Linked DNA regions of Mus musculus: all the other regions are linked to region 2. Evidence: chromatin contacts called from public HiChIP or PLAC-seq data. All regions are on one chromosome and are shown on one strand. Each heading gives the region's core, a stretch centred on a gene start, on an enhancer-like site or on the middle of the called end of the contact. The rest is flanking DNA. Distances are from core to core; before and after follow the strand shown. Region 1 has its middle 52 kb from the start of Gm34353. Region 2 has its middle 39 kb from the start of Gm34306. Region 3 has its middle 150 kb from the start of Gm34306.

Evidence for each region. HiChIP or PLAC-seq counts read pairs in DNA pulled down with a chosen protein or histone mark.
Region 1: an H3K27ac HiChIP or PLAC-seq map of double positive thymocytes shows a contact between it and region 2, with 2.6 times the contacts expected there. The contact joins two enhancer-like sites. A contact is called at or near these places in 1 of 15 datasets of contacts at CTCF or cohesin (pro-B cells), 11 of 484 Hi-C or Micro-C datasets (the HL-1 cell line, the HPC-7 cell line, the MNK3 cell line and 7 more) and 7 of 115 datasets of contacts at active chromatin or transcription factors (the 230-238 cell line, DN3 thymocytes, the HPC-7 cell line and 4 more).
Region 3: a RAD21 HiChIP or PLAC-seq map of pro-B cells shows a contact between it and region 2, with 4 times the contacts expected there. The contact joins two enhancer-like sites. A contact is called at or near these places in 1 of 15 datasets of contacts at CTCF or cohesin (pro-B cells) and 1 of 115 datasets of contacts at active chromatin or transcription factors (the SCID.adh cell line).

Annotation. Positions count from the first base shown.
Region 1 is chr1:138,043,098-138,048,023 of GRCm38.p6, reverse strand. No RefSeq gene overlaps it. Among named protein-coding and RNA genes, the nearest start is that of Gm34353, 52 kb to the right of the region's middle. Within about 2 kb of position 3,298, at least 18 of the 459 cell types and tissues checked have an H3K27ac peak or open chromatin away from gene starts, as enhancers often do. A contact at or near this core is called in the HPC-7 cell line, the SCID.adh cell line, T-cell acute lymphoblastic leukemia and 2 more, where this site is marked.
Region 2 is chr1:137,804,912-137,809,475 of GRCm38.p6, reverse strand. No RefSeq gene overlaps it. Among named protein-coding and RNA genes, the nearest start is that of Gm34306, 39 kb to the right of the region's middle. Within about 2 kb of position 2,920, at least 83 of the 459 cell types and tissues checked have an H3K27ac peak or open chromatin away from gene starts, as enhancers often do. A contact at or near this core is called in the HPC-7 cell line, the SCID.adh cell line, T-cell acute lymphoblastic leukemia and 2 more, where this site is marked.
Region 3 is chr1:137,616,453-137,621,328 of GRCm38.p6, reverse strand. No RefSeq gene overlaps it. Among named protein-coding and RNA genes, the nearest start is that of Gm34306, 150 kb to the left of the region's middle. Within about 2 kb of position 3,583, at least 25 of the 459 cell types and tissues checked have an H3K27ac peak or open chromatin away from gene starts, as enhancers often do. A contact at or near this core is called in the SCID.adh cell line and pro-B cells, where this site is marked.

The DNA of each region.
Region 1 (4,926 bases), core at 2,049-4,548, 240 kb before region 2:
GGTTTTGGTCCACAGGCAAATGAAAAGAATGATAAAACATCTAACATGCCTCCGGCTCCAAGCATTTATGTGCTGCCCTCATAATTTTTAAAATTATTTCTTTTATTCTTCTGCTATTATAATGTAATTGCTTCACTTCTCCCTTTTCTTTCCTCCTTTCAAACCCTCCCATATACATCTCCTTACTCTTTTTAAAATTAATTGCCTCTTTTTAAATTAATTATTTATATACACGATATATACATATATACATATATATACACAAATAATATATACACAATGTACATATACATATATTGTAGATATATTTCTATTGTACATATATAAAGTATGTATACAAACAGTATGTCATATATTTGAATAATAAACACACACATATGTATTCCTAAATACATAAGTATAACCTCCCTCTGTGTGACATAACTTGTATGGATATTTTAAAGGATGGCCATTTTGTTTTGGATAACCAATCCATGTGCTTTTCCTGGTGAAGACTATGCTAATGTGCATAGGGAAAGGCGCCAGGAGGCCTCTCCTGAACACATGGGACTGCAGGCAACTATGTAATGCTGTGTGGGGGAGAATAATCTTCCTCATAACTCCTTTGAACTACGGGTTTTACAGAACTCCATGAACAAACATACTACAAGCAGTGCTCAACTCTCCCTGTCTTCTCACACAGTCTGCTCACACTGAATTTCACACATATACCCCCCTCTTTGCCTTTGTTGCTTTGTGCCTACAGTACAATTGGTCCCTTCTAATAGTTCCTCCATTGCATGATTTAACCTCTGTTCCTGGCTCACCTTCACAGAGGCCACACTTCAGTGAGCACAGGCGAGGCTAGGGAATATTTTATTGAAGGTTATTTAAAAATGCAAAGAAGAAATCGGACTCTGTGATGTACGTTAACCTCTCGCTATTGAATAGAGTATTGAGTATTACTTGGTTGTGGGACACTGGCCTAGAAAATGACAAAACCTCGCACCAGGAGAAGAGAAATCGAGTTGGATGTTAGGGGAATTCAGAGAAAACCTTGAATGAAAGATCAATGAAGCGACTGGATAGTTAGCTCTGTCCATCCGTGGCCTATGCTACTGAAGACTTTCACCTGAAGGAAGCAACTGCTCTACCATCATTTGAATCCCCTTCAACAGGTGCTGACCTTACACAAAAGAGTTACACACCAAGCTTTAAGGTAAGAGGTATGAGTATCTTAAGTCAGCTAATAAAATACGACCCCTTAGAAAATGCCTTAGGAGTTGGGTTTTTCCCCACCCTTTAGGACTTGTTCAAAAACAAATATCTGATTAACTTCCATGCAATTACACATTAAGTGATTCCACCCCACCCAAATGATCACATGGTTCCGTCAAAATACAACACCTACTACAAATGTAATGCTCACCGGGTCAAAGAAACCCATTCAGTGACTTCATTACTGAGGAGACCTTTAACATTTTATTTGATGAGAAGCTGCATTTTATGGGTGAGATTATCTGTGTGTGTGTGGCTTTCCCTGGAAAGATAAAAAGAAATATCTATACATCCTAGTTAAAACCACAAACAGCACATTCTGATTACTTTAGTGAATCAGAATTTCTCAGGACAGCATAGGTGACTACAGGAAGCTGTCCTGCCAAGAGATCATATCACAGGTACTTGCTCACCTCTTCTATGGTGGAAATTTGAATTCTGGCAAAAGGGGGGACCTTGGAAGGAACTCCTAAGAGTCTTGTCACCTTTCATCCATATGATATCAGTGGTTCCAGTCTTAGGAGGCTTTCATAAGGCTCAGTCCAAAGGCTTTGCTGGACTTTTAGCTTAGCATAAGGCATAAGACTTCAAGAAGGAGTCTTCTGTCCAACCAGGAGAAGCATCCATTTTCAATAATCACTCACTTTGATAGAAGAAAGCTTCTAAGTACGTGAGAACTAAGGGGTGATAAGCAAAGAATGACTTCAATGTAGGATTAAGAAGAGAACCAGTTTGCACATTGGAAAGTTTTCATGTTGAGCTAGCCCATCACACAGTACAGCAGATATTTTAATCCCATCTCAATAGAAAAACATCTAATTTTAAAAATTATATATATTCATAATTCCAACTCAGGTGTGTGTATATATATGCATATATGTACATATACATATATATGGATATATACACATATATGTACGTATATGTACACACACATATACGTACATATACATATATGTACACACACGCGCGTGTGTGTATATATATATATATATACCTGAGTTGGAATTATGAACCCAAAAAGAAGCACTGATGTGTTCATTAAAAATGAAAGTATCATCTCATCTCTGAAAATCCTGTATTAAAGGACACTTAAAGATCACCGGGATCACAGCTGAGGGCTGATAAATGTACCACAGAGACCCTGGGTTTATTTACATACTTGTCTCACAGGTTTCATCAGGGACTATAGAGGATTTTTTTTTAGAGAGAGAGAAGAGGAGTTCTTGGAAGATGGTTAAAAATTTTTAAACAAATCTGACCTCACTAAATTATAAAATCTAAAATGTTGGAGAAAATAAATCTCTGAATTTCCCTAGGAAATGAGTCGTTACTGAGCTGGAGGCAAGATTCCAATCTCAGCTTAGGTGGAGGCAGAACAATTATCTGGGACATAATGACAAATGTTGGCTATTCTATCACATTCTGAGAATAAGTTTTTTTTTAATGAAACATAAAGTTGCATAAATGTTTATGCATAAGTATTCTAGACAGCAAGTAGACAACGTCAGCCCTGTTAGCATGTGATCATAGATATAAGATGAGCACATTGCATAATTATTTTAAACTTTTCCTACTGTACATGGGTTACCTGTAAACAAAACAAAGTATTATGCTTATTCAGTTTTTAAATTTGGATTTGAGTCTTGTTATTTAAATAGATGTTAACATACTTTAAAACACATTTTTAATTTCAAGATGAAATTATCACTTCAAATAATTTTCAAATGAATTCTATGGAAGGAGCTTTTCAAGTCCACAATAAGTACAATAAGATTGGACTTTTTGTCAAGAACACTTTGGAAATATATATTTCCTGCTGACTGAAGGCTGAATGAATATGTTAGAAATAATATTTGATTCTACTGGTCTATGCTTCTAGCTTAATTTCAAAGGACACGGAATAGTACGAATATACTCAGAGATAATCATGTAATGAAACTTTTTTTTTTTTTTTGCGCAGATATATTTGCTGTTCCTCGCCCCATGTAGAAAGCATAATGACCACCAGGGTGCGCTAAAACCTTTGCAATAGTTTCCTTCTGCTGGTGGGTGGGGCTTCTAAGTATTCCTTTGTATGGTGCTTTTTACGGGTGTGCATGCATATTGTGTCACTGATATTGCTGACAGGAATGGCACTCTAAAATAAACTAAGATTATTCCTGTGGGATGAAACACTTTAGCTTGAATTTTGTACAGTCTTCCCAAACAGGACCAGCATGGCATTTCCAATTATGTCTCATGGGAACCTACTGCTGGATCACTCTCTGACATGAGGCACCCAAGAGTGAGCGACACTTATGGCCAGTGTTTCCTCACATAGCTCTCCTATCTGTCATTACATACAATACTAGCCTCCCTGCAAAGTGTGTGTGTGTGTGTGTGTGTGTGTGTAAATGTGTTCAAGTGTGTGTATGTGTGCAAGAGTTCTGAGTGCTTCTGTGTATGTGAGTACAAACGTGTGGGTAAGTGTATGTGACTAGAAGTGTGTAAGTTTATGTGTGAGTGTGCCTGCAAGAGTGTGCATGTGTGTGAGTGTGTGTGTCAACACAGGTGTGCGTAAGAATGTCGGTGAGTGTGTTTGCAAATGTGTTCATGACAGTGTGTGTGATTCCCACACTAGATCGTCTTCTCTGACACAAATTTTGCAATGTTATATATATCAACCTCATTTATTTGTCAGTCTCAGGATTACATCAAGAGCAGTCTCTTGTCATGTGCCTCTTGACACTTTAAAACTTTATCAAGCCTTCCTTGCCAAAACCTTTAGGAACCTATGGAATGGCAGGTGGAGCACAGGGAAGACTATGGAGAGTCCTCTCTGGGTGGTTTTAGAAGCAGGAGAGTGACTTGGGTCAAAGTACAATAGTAAATAAGAATCGAGGGCAAGGCAGGCTTTGGAGAAGCGAGTGTTCATAAGTCTCTTTGTGTGCCACAATTTCCAATATGGTGTGACTTCTGGGGGGGAGGGGGGAGTGTCCCCATAACTGCTTCCAGGGGAGAACCCAGTTCTGTCTCATGCTGTGTTAGGGTTGTTTATTGTCTCTCTGGAGCCCCCAGTTTAACTCTGTTGGGCTGATGACCAACAGAAGTTCTGCCTCAACAGGCTGGCCGACAAGTCCTTTCAGAACTATCCAAGCATTAGACTTTTTTCCAGCTCAAATATCTCCACAGTTTAGAAAATAACAAAAAATGAGTGAAAATGAGGTGAGAAAATATTAATTGGTGACAGCTCCAGAATAGTGTTGAGGACATACCACACTGAAAACAACGCTCGTGTTTGCTCCGTTAACTCAGCCCTGCAGAACACTCTGGCACCCTGTTCATTTGCACTGCGATCCCGGTCTTCTGTGACCTTGCTGCTGCCTCTCCACTTTGGGGGTTGATCTTCTATGTGCCTCTGTTTCTTTGCCCTTATGTAAGAGGGAGGGCAGCGGTAGCATCTCCTCAAGGAACCTGCTTGATTTTGCTACTCTGTGCTTTGCAGTCTCCCTTTAATATGTGTGAGGCTCATTTTCTCGATGAAACACTTGCCTGGAGATTCTAGTTAACCTTGGCTTTTTGTTCACGTGAATTTCTCTTACCTTGTGACTCTGCGCCTCTAAGGGTAATTATCCCATGAGATCTCAAACTATTCCTTAAGGTGAAGCTTTCCAGCAAGGGGAGATG
Region 2 (4,564 bases), core at 1,671-4,170:
TGGTTGGTTTGAATGATGAACTATATAATGGTCAAAGAGACTTAAATAGATATACTCAGAATTCTTTTATGAATTGCTTTTATGATGAAGGAGCCTAATAGACCTCACTTGTTTTAGACTCTTGAAAGACCATGATAGCAGTAAAAGGAAGAGAAGCTGAATATGTGATCCTTTTGGACAGAGTTATTTTTTCCATTTTCCATTAAGTTAATTAAGAGAAGGTAAAAACTGGAGAGATGACTCAGTGGGTAAAGAACTTGCTGAGTGAACGTGAGGATCTATGTTTGGATCCTTAGAACTAAATAGAAGAGGGGCTTGTCAGTGTATCTGTTATCCCAAAGTTTCTCTCAAAGGAAGGTGGAGAGACATGGAATCAGTTGCTTGCTGGCCAGCTCTCCTGCTTTACACAACAAAGTACATAAGACTGTCTCAAAGAAGGATGTCTTCTAACTTCCATATGTGAATGAGGCATGTTCACATTTGCACTCATACTCAAGAAAACACACACACACACAGAGGCACATGCACACAAACATGCACGTGTGTGTGCACAAAGATTTTTAAGAAGTGTGCAGGCATATAAAAAATTAGTAAAATATAAGCTCTAAAATTTGGTGTATTTAAGTAAAAGATAACATACTATTTTTCTGTATGTATTTACTAAATATAGTATGTATCTTGTAATTCTTCCATGAAATAAATAATTATTTATGTGTTAATATTATCATCACTGAGGGTTCTATTATAGTAACAACCATTCCCAAATGGACATACATGTATCTATTTTTTTGTGTCGTTAATCATTGTCTAACGTAATTCTGTGTACTTTCTAGAAGAACCTCCATAATAATATATCCATCACACTAGCGTATTTTACTTTATATATGAGCTGAAGCAACTAGACACTAGTACAAGACATACTTCAAAATATTTGTGAGGAGTCTTTATGGACTTTTAGGGGAGTGATTTTGTCCTGATGAAAGAACTAAGTATTTCAGCCCAGAGACAAGAGTCCATTTAGATTAGAACCAAAGAATATACAGGACTTTAGGAGGAACAAATTGGTTTGGTATACTCCAGCAGAAGGGATAATCCTATCAAAGGTCAAGCTACGCTATGAAACGATATCACTTTAAAAAAATTATGATTGCTCTATAGTTGTCCCCATATATCTGATTATACTGTAAAAGGTTTTACTGCTGGTGAGTAACAATGCCAAATATTCAGAGAAAATATGTCTTTGCTGGGGCTGAACTGGAAAGAATATCATGAACTTTATGGGACAGAACAGGAAGAGTTCTCAGCGAGAGATCGAGGCATTTTTTTTTTTTTAGAGGAGTAGTAGATACTGAGAAACAGATAATTCAGTGATTATATCACCCCACACAAACAATCCTATGGGACATTAATTATTGGTTCACTTTACATATTAATAGATCCCAAAACTCTTCATAGCATCGGAGGTGCTTCTAGAGGCCAGAGTTGGATACCACTCTGGGGGAGTTCACAGCATTGCCAAATCAAAGTCTATGAGAAGACTTGGGATGGAGAAATCTGCTTGACTACATCAGAAAGAATGTAGGAGGAAACAAATGCTGACATATTGGCAGCTGTGTATGAGAGACTCTGTTGATGAGAAAAATTATCCTTCTGTGGCATATTCATGCTCTGTGGGTAGGGCAGTAATAAACACCAACTTGTGCTTCCACCTCTTCTTGGGACAGTCATACTTCTCCATTTGCTTCAGCATCCATGCTTGCATGAAGATATATTGGATAGTGTCATTCTCTGCATAGCAGATTTGGAAATCAGGATATACTTTGATCCAGAAGTAATTCTATTCTAACACTATTAAGATAAAATCTTTTGGAAATGACCTAGACATTGATGACATAAAGGCAAAAATTACAAAACAAGATTAGTGCCAAGGGCAAGATATTATATATAGACTGATATTGAACTTTAGTAATTACTTGATTTATGAAAAATGATCCAAGTTAATTTCATGTTTTAAAAATCAGTGGTTAAAATTATTTCTAAATACTGTTTTCGAATACTTTCTTTTTAAGAAACATGGGTATGATATTAATAATTTGTTCTTGGAGTAATAATTAACATGGAACATTTTTATTTTAAGTAAATAAAAAAAAATCCTTCGATATTAGACAAATGCAAAGGCGTCTACTACCCAGAGCAGTGGCACCGATCACTACCTTGTAGGGAATTTGAAACAGACAAGGGTTTGTTTTTATTTGGGGTGTCATCTGCTAGTATTTGACAGTTGTACTTTTAGGGTCAGATGAAAATTGTTCATCAAAGGTCAAGTCCTGTGAGACGTTATCAGTCTCACAGCCTAGGGAACAAAGATTTGTGAGACTCGTCCTGAATGCAGCTTCTATGGAGAGGTGGAAGTGGTAAGAAACCGTTGAACCAGTGGTTAAGAAGGTAGGTCTTGTGGGCACTGATGGGAAACAGTCGTTAGGGGAAAGCTGCTTCACCACACAGGAAACAAAAACTCTTGAAAGTGTCCAGCTGTGGAAGATGAATTTACACAGATAACATTTGAAAGCCAGTGCATGTACTAAATTGGTGACCGAGAACGAACGAAATGGAGAAGGGGAGGAGCTACCAGGGCCACTGTGAAGAGAAGGTTGTTGCATGCAAGACCTCTCAGTGCTGTATGGATCACATATTTCCACGTGTCCCTCTAAAATAATGCTTAAAAGCCATTTCCTCAGACATAAAATCCAGCGACTCTCAAAAGATCCCGAAAGAAATGTCTCAACCAAAGCCATATTTTGTAATTGAATGGAACCTTGAAAGTCTTAGAATGGACGTGTTTATGTCAAGGTTAGCTATACACCAGCACTGGACGTGAATACACATGCATACAACAGAGCATTGCCATCATAACAGCGGTAGAGTAACAACGCTTCTCATTTGCAGGGAGCTGACACACTTCCGTGATTGCAAACTGTCGGGAAACTTCTATGATCTCTGGAATTCCATTCACAGATGACCAAGGAGCAAGCCCAGCCCGGAAAAGCAGAAACACTTGGGGCAGATGGCAGGGCTCAGGTTTGGACCTATCTGTGATGATGCCTGAAGATGTGGTGGCTAAACAGTCCTCACTTGCTATAGCATTTGGAAGCAGGGGTTGTTTAGTTCCCACTTCCGCCTCTCTCTCTCTCTCTCTCTCTCTCTCTCTCTCTCTCTCTCTCTCTCTCTCTCTCTCTCTCTCTCTCTCGTGTGTGTGTGTGTGTGTGTGTGTGTGTGTGTGTGTGTGTGTGTGTGTTGGGGCTATTCTCTAATGGTTGAACCATCACTGCAGTGTTCCTCCCATTTCTGTCTTTGTTTGCTTCCTCTTGGTGTTTCATAGACATTCTCTGCATATTTCATTCTTTGGAAAAGCTCTCTGGTTTTGCACATTACCCTATACCTGCTGTTATTGGTATTAATATTGTTTTATGTTATTTGAACGTTTACATAGAGTCAGTTCCTGTTAAACACTGAAACCAAATATACTCCAGCAATAATACTGTGGTTGCACCTCTAAATTTTACCCACATATAAAATCATTTGTTGTTTGCTTTGAAATGTATGAGGAAAAAAAAAAAAGAATGGTGAAGAAGTGACTTAAAGATTAAAGCAAAGTCCTTAACGATGCAACACATTTTCCTGTATTATTTTCTATACACCCAATGCATCTGTAAGAAGTTTAGTGTGTTGGTAATTCCTTAAAGGTGCACAGGTGTTACCACTAGGTTAATCTCACACATCTGAATCTGTCAGCTCCTAACTTGAGCACTTGCACACACACAAGAGCAAGCATACTCATTCTTTTTCCCTTCTTGGCTGCTCCTTGAGACCCCTTTCTTGATGCTATAGTCTAGCAGAAACTTAGCCAAATTGCCATTTCAGCTTGAATAAAAATGGTAAGCAAGGGGATCCATCCCATAATCAGCTTCCAAATGCTGACACCATTGCATACACTATCAAGATGTTGCTGAAAGGACCCAGATATAGCTGTCTCTTGTGAGACTATGCAAGGGCCTAGCAAACACAGAAGTGGATGCTCACAGTCAGCTATTGGATGGATCACAGGGCTCCCAATGGAGGAGCTAGAGAAAGTATCCAAGGAGCTAAAGGGATCTGCAACCCTATAGGTGGAACAACATTATGAACTAACCAGTACCCGGGAGCTCTTGACTCTAGCTGCACATGTATCAAAAGATGGCCTAGTCGGCCATCACTGGAAAGAGAGGCCCGTTGGAGTTGCAAACTTTATATGCCCCAGTACAGGGGAACACCATGGCCAAAAAGTGGGAGTGGGTGGGTAGGGGGGTGGGGGAGGGTATGGGGGACTTTTGGGATAGCATTGGAAATGTAAATGAGGAAAATACCTAATAAAAATATTTTTTAAAAATGGCAAGTGAGACTTTTCACTCTTCCTTTCCCTTCTCACCGGTCTAAGTCCTTCTGGAAGAAGACTGCCTGTCTGTACACCTGCCTGCTCCACCATTTTGTTCTTCAGGTTCTCAAAGCCTGCCTCAGTTCACCTCAG
Region 3 (4,876 bases), core at 2,334-4,833, 190 kb after region 2:
CTTAGCATCCTGTGATAGTTTCATGCTGGCCAGAGAGGTCTGCATCCCAGTGGAGTTTGTTTTGTGAATTTGGCCAAATCATTTATTTCTTTTAACAATTTTTCCATAGTGTTTAATAATAAAAAATAATACTACCCCATTTGCCACAAAGTCTCTGCCCACTATGTGGCCCACCCTTTCCTCGCGGCTCGATGCTCAGGAGGATGCCTTGGGCAAGCTGCCTTTCACTGCTACTCTGACAAGAACCTTCCAGAAGCTTTAGTCTCTGGAAAGTACTGGGAGCAAGAAGGGCAACGGAGGCAGAGAGGGTTTTCCCTCACACAGCCCACCATCCTCTGTGTTCTGGCTCCACCGTGCTTGCAGGTGCAGTGCCCTTCCTGAATATCCGTGGAGTACCTGCCCTGTGGCTTGGCCCTGGATCCTCTGTGTTTCCTGCTCTCACTAGACTCCAAAGCAGTTCCTTCCTTTTGCCACTTCCTCAGAGACCATAACAAGTTTCTGTTGCTGTTGGTCTCTGGGTGTCTCCTTCTCCCTTCCTGGCTCCCTCAGGGCTCTGGAAACAGGCTTGTGAAAGTCTTTCCAGGCGCACTGTCGAGTGAAAGATGCATTTCCTATGAGAAGCCTTATTAATGTAAGAATGTAAAATTCAGTTTTCTGGGAGTCTAATATAAGAAAATGTATCTAACATGCTACATACAGGGTTTAGCAAACAGCGCCTAACAAACCTTAGTGTTAAGTCAAGACTTCATTTCTAAAGCTTGCAAACAAAACGATTGGAGATCAACAAGCTCGGTGCTATTATGAAACTATGCATTACATAGGGTTTCAGAAGTATTGTAGCCTCCACTTCCTCAACTCACAAAATAACCTGACTTTCATTGTCTCTCATTTTAATTAGTTAAACAGATATTTCATAAGTAGCCCATTGCATGTGATTTTTTTTCTCTCTTCAGATTAACAAACTTACTTTGACTTTAACTTAACTCTTAGGCTAAACTGACCGATGGGAATGAGAACATTAAATCAGTTGGCTCAAATAAGTCTGTTTAATAATTATAATCCTCACATTACCGAATAAATTGTCCTTCTGCTTTTATAAGTAAATGTGATGAACATTGATATCCCCATCCAAGAAAGCAATCATATTCATTTTCCACAGTATGCCTGTGTGATCTTGTGGCCAGGTGTCTATCAGCACATTGGAAAAGGCTGCTCTTCATACTTGTGGTTCTACTGCTCTGAGCAGCAGTAAACGAACGCTTGAAAGGAAAGTGCATCGGAGAGTGATAGGAATGACGTAGACAGTGGCCCAGTGACTAACCTAGGATGCTTGTGAGAGTCCAGAAAACCTATCCCAGATGAACAGAGAACAGTGATTATGGCAAAATTATTGGAGAAAGAACAGTGTCAGCAGAAAGAGCTAAATGCAAAAACCATATGGTGTATGCCTTTAAAGTTCACCCCGTCAGACAAATTATACCTCTTTATGAACCCATTCTGACTGGATTTTCTCAGGTATACAGTGTGAAATTTCTGTTATGTTTTCTATCCCAAGCTTCCACTTTCTGGATAACTGACATTTTTTCTTTTTTTTTTTTTTTTTTTTTTTTTTAGTTTTGTAGAATATCTCTCACCTTGTGTTTGATCTCGGTTGTCAACTTGACAGGATGGTAAATTGACTAGGACATGCACTGTGAGTGGGTCTCTGAGGGCATTTCTTGGAACACAGAGTGAGTGGCTCTGCTGGGCTGTACAAAGATCTGAGGGAAATGGGGATGCTGGCCCACCTTGTTCCTGTCTGGAAAGAATGTGAACTTGTTGTTGCTGCTTCTGTCTTTCACTGATTTTGGAAGCCAGCTCTTTTGGCCTCAACAAAACTGAAGACCCACAACTCTTGACAATCCTCCAGACCTTCAGAGGTCAAGTCCCTCAGGCTCCTGGACTGGGCAGCTCCAGAGTGCTCATTCTCTCCAGTGTGAATACAGCTATTGTTGGACTACTTAGACTACAGCACGTGAGCCAATCTAATAAATTCTCTTTTAATACATGTTTATTCTTCTCTAGAGAGCCATGACTCAATGGTGTTAAGAACATCTCACAGTACTGTGTGACTATTATCATTATGCATCCCCAGAATGTATTAAATAGTCTTAAATAGAAATTCTGTATATCCCAGGATTAATTCTCTATCCCTTCACTTGAGGCTGCTACCTAGTCACTCTGAGATTGGTGCATCTCCATTATCTCTTGTGAGTTGTTCATTTGCCCTTTTGTGTCTGTCTTTTTTCATCTAGATAATTCCTTCAAAGTTCAAACAAGTGGTTTGTATTAGAGCATCAATCACTGATGCTGGGGAGATGGCTCTGGGGAAAAGAGTGTTTGTTACACTAGCATAGGTAGCCAAGTTTTCATGCCTAGCACTCATGTGAAAAACCTAGGCACAGGCACATGTGACTAGAACCCCAGTGCTACCTGGGAGGTAGAGGCGGGAGAATCACTGAAGCTTACTGGTCAGCCAGCTTAGCCAGAAAAAAAAAAAAAAAAGGAAAAAACAAAGAACAAAAAACAAAACCCAAAACAACAACAAAGCCAGAAGATTCTGGGTTAACTGTTCCAAAGAAATACAATTGGGAGTGATACAATATCGTGGCAAATATTATTTGGGTGGGGGGAGATCCTACCTACCTTAGATCATTTCATTATCAAATAAAAGACACAAAACCTTTGTCTTTATAATAAACCTTAAAGCATTAGAGCTGGGTAGATATCAACCCCCTATGCTATTTTGTCTACTCCCCTGCCTATGATCCCAATATTACTTGCCATGTTCTGCTTGGGCTGCTCCTACTCCATCTGGCTGTCCCTCATGGCCATATGCTCTCCATCCACCTACCTCATGGCGCCTTCTTCCTTAATTCTCCTCTCTTCTTGTGCTCTCTGCCTCAGACACAAATGGGAATGAAAGCCCACCCCCTATCTACCTCTTCTGCCCAGCTACAGGCTATAGGCATCTTTATTCAACCAATAGTTTACATCAAGGAGCAAGGTTTGCACAACAAAAGCTGGTATACGTGAGAATTCACTTGTCTTGAGGCAACTAGATCTTAGGATACAGAATCCGGCATTACAGTACATAGCAATAGACCAAACCTCAACAATAGGATAAGGTGCCCTATGTCTTCCTCTGGCCTACTTGATATATGCATAAAGAAGTATACCCTCCTCTCACAAATGTGCAATGCACACGCACACACACACATGCACACGTGCTTATACCACATATATACACATTCACCCCAAACATATACTCACACATGCATATATCACATATACACACACATATGCTCCTCATATACATGCATTACTAGACACATACATACCCCATACATATACACACATGCACCCCATACACATATGCACATACACACAAACTTCAACACTTTTATAAGGCTGAAGTATAAACCTCTGTGTACAGAGCACTCTGTGACTGTCATTTGTTCATCTGCTGACATATAGTGAGCTACTTCTCCCACTGGCTGTGGTTGGTAATACTCCTGCACGTGGGAGTGGGATTCTGTTTGAGTCTTTTCTTTCAACTCTTTTAGGCATTTACTTTACCTAGGAGTGAATGTCTGGATCACACATTAGTTCTATTTTTAATCATTTGAGCAGCTGCCAAGCTGCTTCCCTCAACAGCTGCGCTCCCCTACATTGCTACCAGCAACACAGAGAGTGACAGTTCACATCTTTGTCAGCAGCCCCGGGTTTCCACCTTTGGGTGCTAGCCTCTGCGTGGGTATGGAGTGCTAATTCACGGTGAATTTCATTTGTGTTTTTATAAGCATGAGTGAGGTTGGGGTCTTCCCAGTGCTTCGCAGGTCATTCCCAAGGCTTCTTGGCAATGAGATCTGCTTCAGACCTTTGTCCACTTTTGATTGGATTTGTTATTGTTGTTAATTTACACACACACATACACAAACATATACAAATACATATACTCTAGATATTGATCCCTTGATATTGAATGATATCTACATTTTCTCCATTTGATAAGTTATTTTTCTACTTCCTTGATAGTGTTCTTTTTTACATAAAAGTGTTTTGAGCAAGTCTGGTCCACCTGTTTTTCTTTGATTGTTTCTGTTTTCTTTGTCATTTCAGGATATTACCGAATCTGACCTCATAAAAACATTACCATGTTTTCTCAGAAGAGTTCTTATTATTTAGCCTGTTCACCCCTGTGAGGTGCTTTTTTTTTTCTTTTTTTTTTTTACATTTTTTATTAGGTATTTAGCTCATTTACATTTCCAATGCTATACCAAAAGTCCCCCATACCCACCCACCCCCACTCCCCTACCCACCCACTCCCCCTTTTTGGCCCTGGCGTTCCCCTGTACTGGGGCATATAAAGTTTGCAAGTCCAATGGGCCTCTCTTTCCAGTGATGGCCTACTAGGCCATCTTTTGATACATATGCAGCTAGAGTCAAGAGCTCCGGGGTACTGGTTAGTTCATAATGTTGTTCCACCTATAGGGTTGCAGATCCCTTTAGCTCCTTGGCTACTTTCTCTAGCTCCTCCATTGGGAGCCCTGTGATCCATCCATTAGCTGACTGTGAGCATCCACTTCTGTGTTTGCTAGGTCCCGGCATAGTCTCAAAAGAGACAGCTACATCTGGGTCCTTTCGATAAAATCTTGCTAGTGTATGCAATGGTGTCAGCGTTTGGATGCTGATTATGGGGTGGATCCCTGGATATGGCAGTCTCTACATGGTCTATCCTTTCATCTCAGCTCCAAATATTGTCTCTGTAACTCCTTCCATGGGTGTTTTGTTCCCACTTCTAAGGAGGGGCATAGTGTCCACACTTCAGTCTTCA